Regions from separate parts of the Mus musculus genome. Here region 2 is linked to region 1. A link is a contact called in public promoter capture Hi-C data. All regions are on one chromosome and are shown on one strand. The core of a region is the stretch at or near the end of the contact, and the rest is flanking DNA. Distances in the headings are between cores, read along the strand shown. Region 1 holds the start of Vps52 (VPS52 GARP complex subunit). Region 2 holds the start of Prr3 (proline-rich polypeptide 3).

What was found. Promoter capture Hi-C pulls out the DNA fragments that hold promoters and counts their contacts.
Region 2: a contact with region 1 is called in a promoter capture Hi-C map of hippocampal neurons, with 2.2 times the contacts expected there. The contact joins the promoter of Prr3 here to the promoter of Vps52 in region 1. A contact is called at or near these places in 3 of 39 promoter capture datasets (cranial neural crest, embryonic stem cells and hippocampal neurons), 1 of 115 datasets of contacts at active chromatin or transcription factors (embryonic forebrain) and 1 of 9 other capture datasets (liver).

The regions. Positions count from the first base shown.
Region 1 is chr17:33,954,291-33,957,698 of GRCm38.p6, forward strand. Vps52 (VPS52 GARP complex subunit) reads left to right here and starts at 1,510. Exons shown (of 20, transcript NM_172620.4): 1 at 1,510-1,892; 2 at 2,640-2,724. The coding sequence starts at 1,803. Rps18 (ribosomal protein S18) reads right to left here and starts at 1,375. Exons shown (of 5, transcript NM_011296.3): 1 at 1,328-1,375; 2 at 788-886. The coding sequence starts at 1,330.
Region 2 is chr17:35,977,636-35,981,043 of GRCm38.p6, forward strand. It overlaps Prr3 (proline-rich polypeptide 3), which reads right to left and starts at 1,660. Exons shown (of 4, transcript NM_145487.4): 1 at 1,492-1,660; 2 at 746-808. The coding sequence starts at 1,603. Gnl1 (guanine nucleotide binding protein-like 1) reads left to right here and starts at 2,320. Exons shown (of 12, transcript NM_008136.2): 1 at 2,320-2,612; 2 at 2,982-3,147. The coding sequence starts at 2,540.

The DNA of each region.
Region 1 (3,408 bases), core at 260-2,759:
CACCTTGTCTGCATTCGAAGTCAGCTGTAATCATCTCCCAGCAGGTCACACGGGGCACAGGCATTGCCCCAGGCCCTTCAACCCCCTAGACACTGCTCTGCCCACCACACCAGGCACCTCCTGCTGTGCTATCATTGTTTGCCAAAGTGCAGAATTAAAAAAAGTCAACATGGCAAGGACTTAAAAGTGAGACTTCACAAGGTTAAAAAAATTTACTCCAACTTTTATGTCCACCTGACATTACCTCGGCTCCCCAGGCCTCCTTCAAACCTCTCAGCAGCCACCCAGTTCCATCTATACCCTAGCATCCCACAAGGTCCCACCACTGACAGGTCTCATGGCTGAACACACCTGACCAGCAACTCCTCAAATCACCAACTTCAAGTCCTGTCCCTGTCTACAAGACTTTTAGCTCTGCAGAGAAACATCCCAGCTTCCTCCTACGACCTCCCTTTTTGCCATAATGGGGAAAACTGCCAGCTTCTGTGTCACCTTCCACTGTGGCATCTGCCAATAGCTTCTGCAGACCACCCCCAACCATCACCGCTAAGCCTGGACACCTCTTAGGATGTTAGTTTACAGGAATTCTACTCAAGGTTTGCTGACAGCAGAGACTGCTCTCGGAAGCTGAAGATCTCGGGAAACCTCTGCAAGGTGGGACATGACTACACTCACACCCCACTACCCCTGGAGCAATGTTTTGGTTTAACCCTGGGTCATCATCAGGCTTTTATTGAAACGGGTTGGGTGAGTTTAGCTGCTTCTCTTTTGCCCCTAACACTTTTACCTTAATGGCAGTGATGGCGAAGGCTATTTTCCGCCGCCCATCGATGTTGGTGTTGAGTACTCGCAAAATGTGCTGGAACTTCTCAGGGATCACTAGAGACTGAAAGAACACGGGCAGTTATCAAGACAGGTTACCCCCAAACCGGGAAGGTGGCCGAGGCAGGGTTGGATTGTCTGCTAAGTTCTTACACAACTCCTCAGTCACCGGGGCTCACCCCTAACGCGCTCAGGCGCGGGAAATCGCAACCTCTGACAAGAGGGTGGACGTCGGCCGCGGCCCCCAATTCCCTGGACAGGGGAAGCGGGAGGAGCCCACACACAGCCAAGCTCCTGGCAGCTTTGCTGTGTAAGAGGAGCGAGCATTCCTCGGGGCCCCGATCCCCGGGATTTCACGTCTTAGGTCGTCCCCTCTCGGGTCACACTCCATCGCTCCACAGAGGGCTGTGGGCCCGCAGCATGGGGCACTCTCTGAGTCCTGACGGAAATCTCTCCCTGCCCCGGCTCCGATGTCGCAGGATCCCGGCGCGGATTCCGCTCTTACCATGGCGGCGGCACAGACGGCGGCGTGTAGGCCTCCTGTGGAAGAGAGAGCGGAAGTGACGTATAAGTCTTATATAGATTCCTGGCGGAAGAGGCGGGGCTATCCCCGGAGGTCCACTTCCGGAAATTGCTTCTCTCCCCGTCTCCCCCTAAGGGAGGAGTTGTATTGAGACAGTTTTGGAAGGGACCGGAGCTATAACTTCCGGTTCGGCCTTCTCTGTCGTCGTACCGTTCTTGTGTGGGCGCGGAGCGAAGGTTCCGGAACAGAGTTGTGTTCGAGACGTTCACCTTCCTGTTTGCACTTGACCGAAATGATCAAAGCCTAACCGGAGAGGCTGGAGCCGATCGCCTTAGCTCAAATATCTGGGACCCTTTTTTGCTCCATAGAAGACATTCCAGGACTTGTAGCTTTGCTTCGGGAAACGGACTTTCTGAGACTGACAGCTGCCGGAAGTCGGAAGTGAAGCTGCGGGGGAATGGCAGCCGCAGCGACCATGGCGGCCGCTGCCCGGGAGCTGGTGTTGCGGGCTGGGGCCTCAGATGTAGAGGAGGAGGAGGGCCCGCTGGTGAGAGCACGGGGCTGTAGGTCCTCCGGAGTATCGTCAGGTTGTCCCTCTCCTCAGGCGTAGGCTCCATTTAGACAAGAGGTTCGGAGCCGTCTTGCCACGGGTGATGGTGACCTAGCCTTCGTAGGGACCAAAGTGGCTGAAACCCAAGCCCCAGGGACAGTGTCAGCTTCCTGTTCACGATTTTTAGTAGAAAAAAATTTTAGTGTTTAGCGTAAAAGGTTAAGAACGTGGCCTCTGGAACCAATTTGCCCGGGGTCCCACCTCCAGCCCCACCGCTTGAAAGCTATGCTGTGTTTTCGGTGCCAAAACTTCCCACACCTTTACAGTGCAAACGCTGTTAGGACATACCTTATAGGTGGTCGTTAGGATTAGCCGAATGAGCATGTTAAATGGTGTACCAGACACAGGGGTAAACACTATGTAAGCTGGCGATTTTAGCCTCTGGAATTCCCTCAGGGATCACCTGGAATAGCTGGAAACTGAGGTCCTAAATTCAAAGGCAAGTTTGACTAGTCCTAGTTTTTTCTCATTTGAACAACTCCAGCAACTCCATGAATTGCCTGATATTCTCAGTAGCCCAAGATTGTAGATTTGAACGCATCAGAATCTTTGACCCACTTACTCCGGCACCCCCCACCCCCCAAAGCACCCCCCACCTCACTTGGAGGATTAAGGATACCCGATTATGTTTTGTTTCCAACATCTCTTTCTGTATCCCACATTCATTAACCTGTCCCTCTTCAGGGGGGGGGTTCTGGACTCCAAGAACCCCTACAACTTGGAGAGTTGGACATCACCTCTGATGAATTCATCTTGGATGAAGTGGATGGTAAGTGCTGACATGGGGTGGGAGCAAAGTAGACCCCTTTATTCTTTAGAAATATATTACATGACCCCAGTAGATTACCCTCTATGGTTTCTTTCTTTTGTATGTGTGTGTGTTTTTATTTTTAATTTATTTTTATTTTTTTGGTTTTTTTTCGAGACAGGGTTTCTCTGTAGCTTTGGCTGTCCTGGAACTCACTCTGTAGACCAGGCTGGCCTCGGACTCAGAAATCCGCCTGCCTCTGCCTCCCAAGTGCTGGGATTAAAGGCGTGCACCACCACCCCCCGGCTGGCTTTTTTCTTAATGTACAGATAAAGTTTAATCCATGAGTTGAGAAGGCTTAACTTCTAATTTAGGAATAGTAAGAAATGAACAGTACGAGTCGAATAGTCACAGCAATACACTATAATAAAATCGCAGCATCACTTTTTCCCCTTTGGGACTATTGTTGAGTAAGAATACAGCCTGGTTGAACATACATACGCAGACAGCTAAGACTGAGTGACTGGGAGGCAGGCACAGCACACACCATAGATTAACGGAGCAAAGATGTTTCAGATCCAAGCCCAGGCGAGAGGTTCTCTAGCTTCTCAGAATGCCACACATTTTAGATCTTACAAGCCACACTTTGGAAATCCCCTTTTAATATTTTCCATCTGTGGTCGAGTAGACCATGAGGAGCAGAAA
Region 2 (3,408 bases), core at 410-2,909, 2.0 Mb after region 1:
TTATAGACAGTGTCTTATATAGGCCAGGGTAACACTGAACTCTGAGCTTTCCTGCTGCCAGTATGCCTGGTCTGTGTGCTGTTTACAAACGCTTACCTACTCTAAGACCATGAGACATGGTTAACTTTTTATAAGAATGTTTATTTTACAATCTGCTTAGAATTGGTGTTTTTATTTGGTACGACTATTACAAAGTCAAAGTTCATAGTTTTACACACAAAAAAAGTCCAATTGAGACAACTTTGTTTACTGACAGAACCACTTCGTTGATTTCATCTTTACACAGAATTCTGTGTTCATATATCTACAGGCCTCCGATTGCACTCAGATAGGGTCTCATGTAGCCTAGGCTAGCCGGTCTCAAATTTGCTATTGCAGGAGAGGCTGGCCAGGAACTCCTGATCCTTCCACATGTTAAGAACTTATGTTGACATTCTGTGAAAACCACAATGTCATAGCTACTGCAGCTTTTCACTAAATCTTGCTATGCCCTCTCACTTTGGTCTTGGTAGTGTCCCATTTAGAGCCTCTATAATGGAGAACATTTATTTCTACACACAAATAAAGACAGACCTAGGAGTTAATCTGGAAGGAAAGTAACATTTTGACAACACCGTATTTCCAAACGGTTAATATATGATCCCTCATTTAGGTACACACAATCCCTGGGCTTTTGTTTAAGTCTTTAGGGGTCCATCCCTTCTCCAGGGCTTAAAACATGAATCAGGGCCCAATTTCTCCTCACCTGACTTGGGATCACCAGGCTTCCCGTTAGCCATGGGGGGAGGGCCCAGAAGGCTGGGTGGTCCTAAGAGCAGACGTGAGAAAACAGCCATCAGAACGGTGCAAAGGACTGATCACCTCGTCCTTACGTGGTCTTATAACACTCAGTTTTTAACCAGGTAAGTCATATATCCACTCAGCAGTGCCGCAAACTCTCACCCCGTCCATCTGCCCGTCCCTCTGCAGAGTTGTTTGAGAGTCCATCAGAGGGTAACAGAGGTCTCTAACAGCTCTTTCCTCACAGTGCTGCATCCACAACATGCCAGTGATTCCACGTACCCCAATCCCTCACCTTAACTGTTGGCCCATCATAGTTTTTTTCTCCTCTCCTTCCCTCGGGGGAGTAGTTCACAGAAGGTTGACCTAACCAGTGGAAGTGTGGTCACAAATTGTCTTCCCGATCATCACAATCTGTAACATCGCTGCCACCCCTCTCCCCCCGCCATTCTGCGGTTGCGCAAGCCAGATGTTTAGCCGAGCCGCCACCTCCCCTGCCTTCTCCAGAAAGGATTAGGAGCCAGATTGAGGTTGAGGGTTCAAGCAAGCGAAGCCCTCAATCCAGGTTCCACCAGCATCCCTCCCCCACCACGTCCCACCCCACCTCCACGCGTGCGCCCTTCCTCCTTCCGTTGGCACCTCCTCCCCCGCATTTCATTCTATCCTAGCCCCCTGGCCGGCTGACAGGCGTGTGCACGCCCTGCCCCTCACCCATGGGGCGCTCATCCTCCTCATCTCCAGGCTCGTCCCGCTCAGACAGTGCGAGATGTTGCTGCTGCTGCGGCAGCGGCGGCGGCTGGTCCTGCTTCTTTCGTTTCGGCATAGCGGCTGCGGCAATGGCTGCAGCAAGATTTGGAGGGCAGTGAGGAAGGGGCACACTAGCTTTCCTTCCGCTTCCGGGTGGGCGATGGGCCGGGTGACCGAGGCGCCCACCATGCCACTTCCGGGAGGTCGTGGATGTGCCGCGGCCGTTCGCTCCTACAAGGTGCCTCGCTCACCCCGCCGCGCGCGTGGGGAAGCTTTGCTCCCCCTTGTGCAGTTCCTCTCCACGTGGGAAAGCACCACCCCATTCCAGTGAGACACCGGACAGGCTTCGGGACTCTGGCGGCACGCGAGAGGCCTGTCGCATCCTAAGGTCGCCACATCCGGGCCCCAGTTACCATGGCAACAACTACAGCCACAACTCCGTGCTCTCTGACCTCTCTCCAAAAGTCCTTGTCCCGCTCGCTTTTCCTCCTCACCCGCGCTCGCACGTGTGGCCAGTGAACCTGCCTCTTCCGCAATCTCCTTACCGAGTCCTGTTGCCGCAGGCCAGTCCACGGGGCAGCCAGTCCACCGGGCAGCCAGCGCAGTCCCGGCTCTCCCGCCAGGGGCCATCCTCTCCAGGCGGCCGCGCGGTGGGGCGTGTCCTCGCCCCGTCGCCCGGCCCCCGCCAGGTGAGTGGCAGCTCCCGGGAGCGCCGGGCGGCGGTGACACGCGTCCCCCCTCCCGCGACTGCCACTTGGTAGCGCCCGTGACGGAGTCGGCTCGGGCCTCCCACGCGCGTCTCCCGCTCGCCGCACCGTGCATCCCGGACCCGCGGACTCTCACGTGCCGCCGCTTGCATCCCCGCCGCCCCGCTCCCCGCTCCCCGCCGCTCGCTGCTGACGTCACCGCGGCCCCGCCTCCCCAGGGCCCCGGGCCGCCGGCGGGGGCTGCCCCGGGGAGTCAGTTGCGGCGGCGGGGAGCTCGGCGGAGGGCGGGCCGGGGCTCCGGGGCCATGCCGAGGAAGAAGCCCTTCAGCGTGAAGCAGAAGAAGAAGCAGCTGCAGGACAAGCGGGAGCGGAAGCGAGGTCAGGGAGGGGGCGGGGCCGCTGCGCAGCTCTGGAGGAGGGCTGTGCCGCGGCACCGCGGGCGGGGGGTGGGTGGGTGGGCTCTCGCGATCCCGCGTGGGCTGCCACGGTGGGGGTTTCCCGCAGCGGCGGGACGGGGAGGGGTGGAGGGTGGGGGATGGGAAACTCTGCTTCTGCTTCTGCTGCTGCTGCCACAGGGCGCTGTGACGACCTCCAGGCCCATCCGGGACGGGGTTGGGGCGCGCGGTTGGGAAGATGGAGCCTCTGGAGAAGTTGGGTCGGCTGAAGAAGAGCTTGTCCTACCGGCTCGGGGGGCTTTAGGTCCCCTAAGAACCGGTCTACACCGGCGTCACCGGCCCCTCCCCTCAGGGCTCCAAGATGGGCTGCGCTCCAGTTCCAACAGCCGCAGCGGTAGCCGGGAGCGGCGGGAGGAGCAGACGGACACGTCGGATGGGGAATCCGTGACCCATCATATCCGCAGGCTCAACCAGCAACCTTCCCAGGGCCTGGGGCCCAGAGGCTACGACCCCAACCGGTAAGCCAAGGAGAAGGGCGCTGGCCGCAGTTTCCCCGCCCTCACCCTTAGGAAAAGCTTCCGATGAAGGATTGAAAGTGGAACTAGTGAGGCTGGAAGCCAAGGAAGGTGGTTCTCCCTGGATGGGCCACAATCTTTCTTGCCTTCCAATGGGGACTGTCAAGAGTTTGTTTAGAGGAGACTTGAACAACCAGGAGAGGAACCTTTGCAGTTTTGTGGTCAGAAGAGGAGATTGTTTGTCACAGGACTCCACTAGATGTG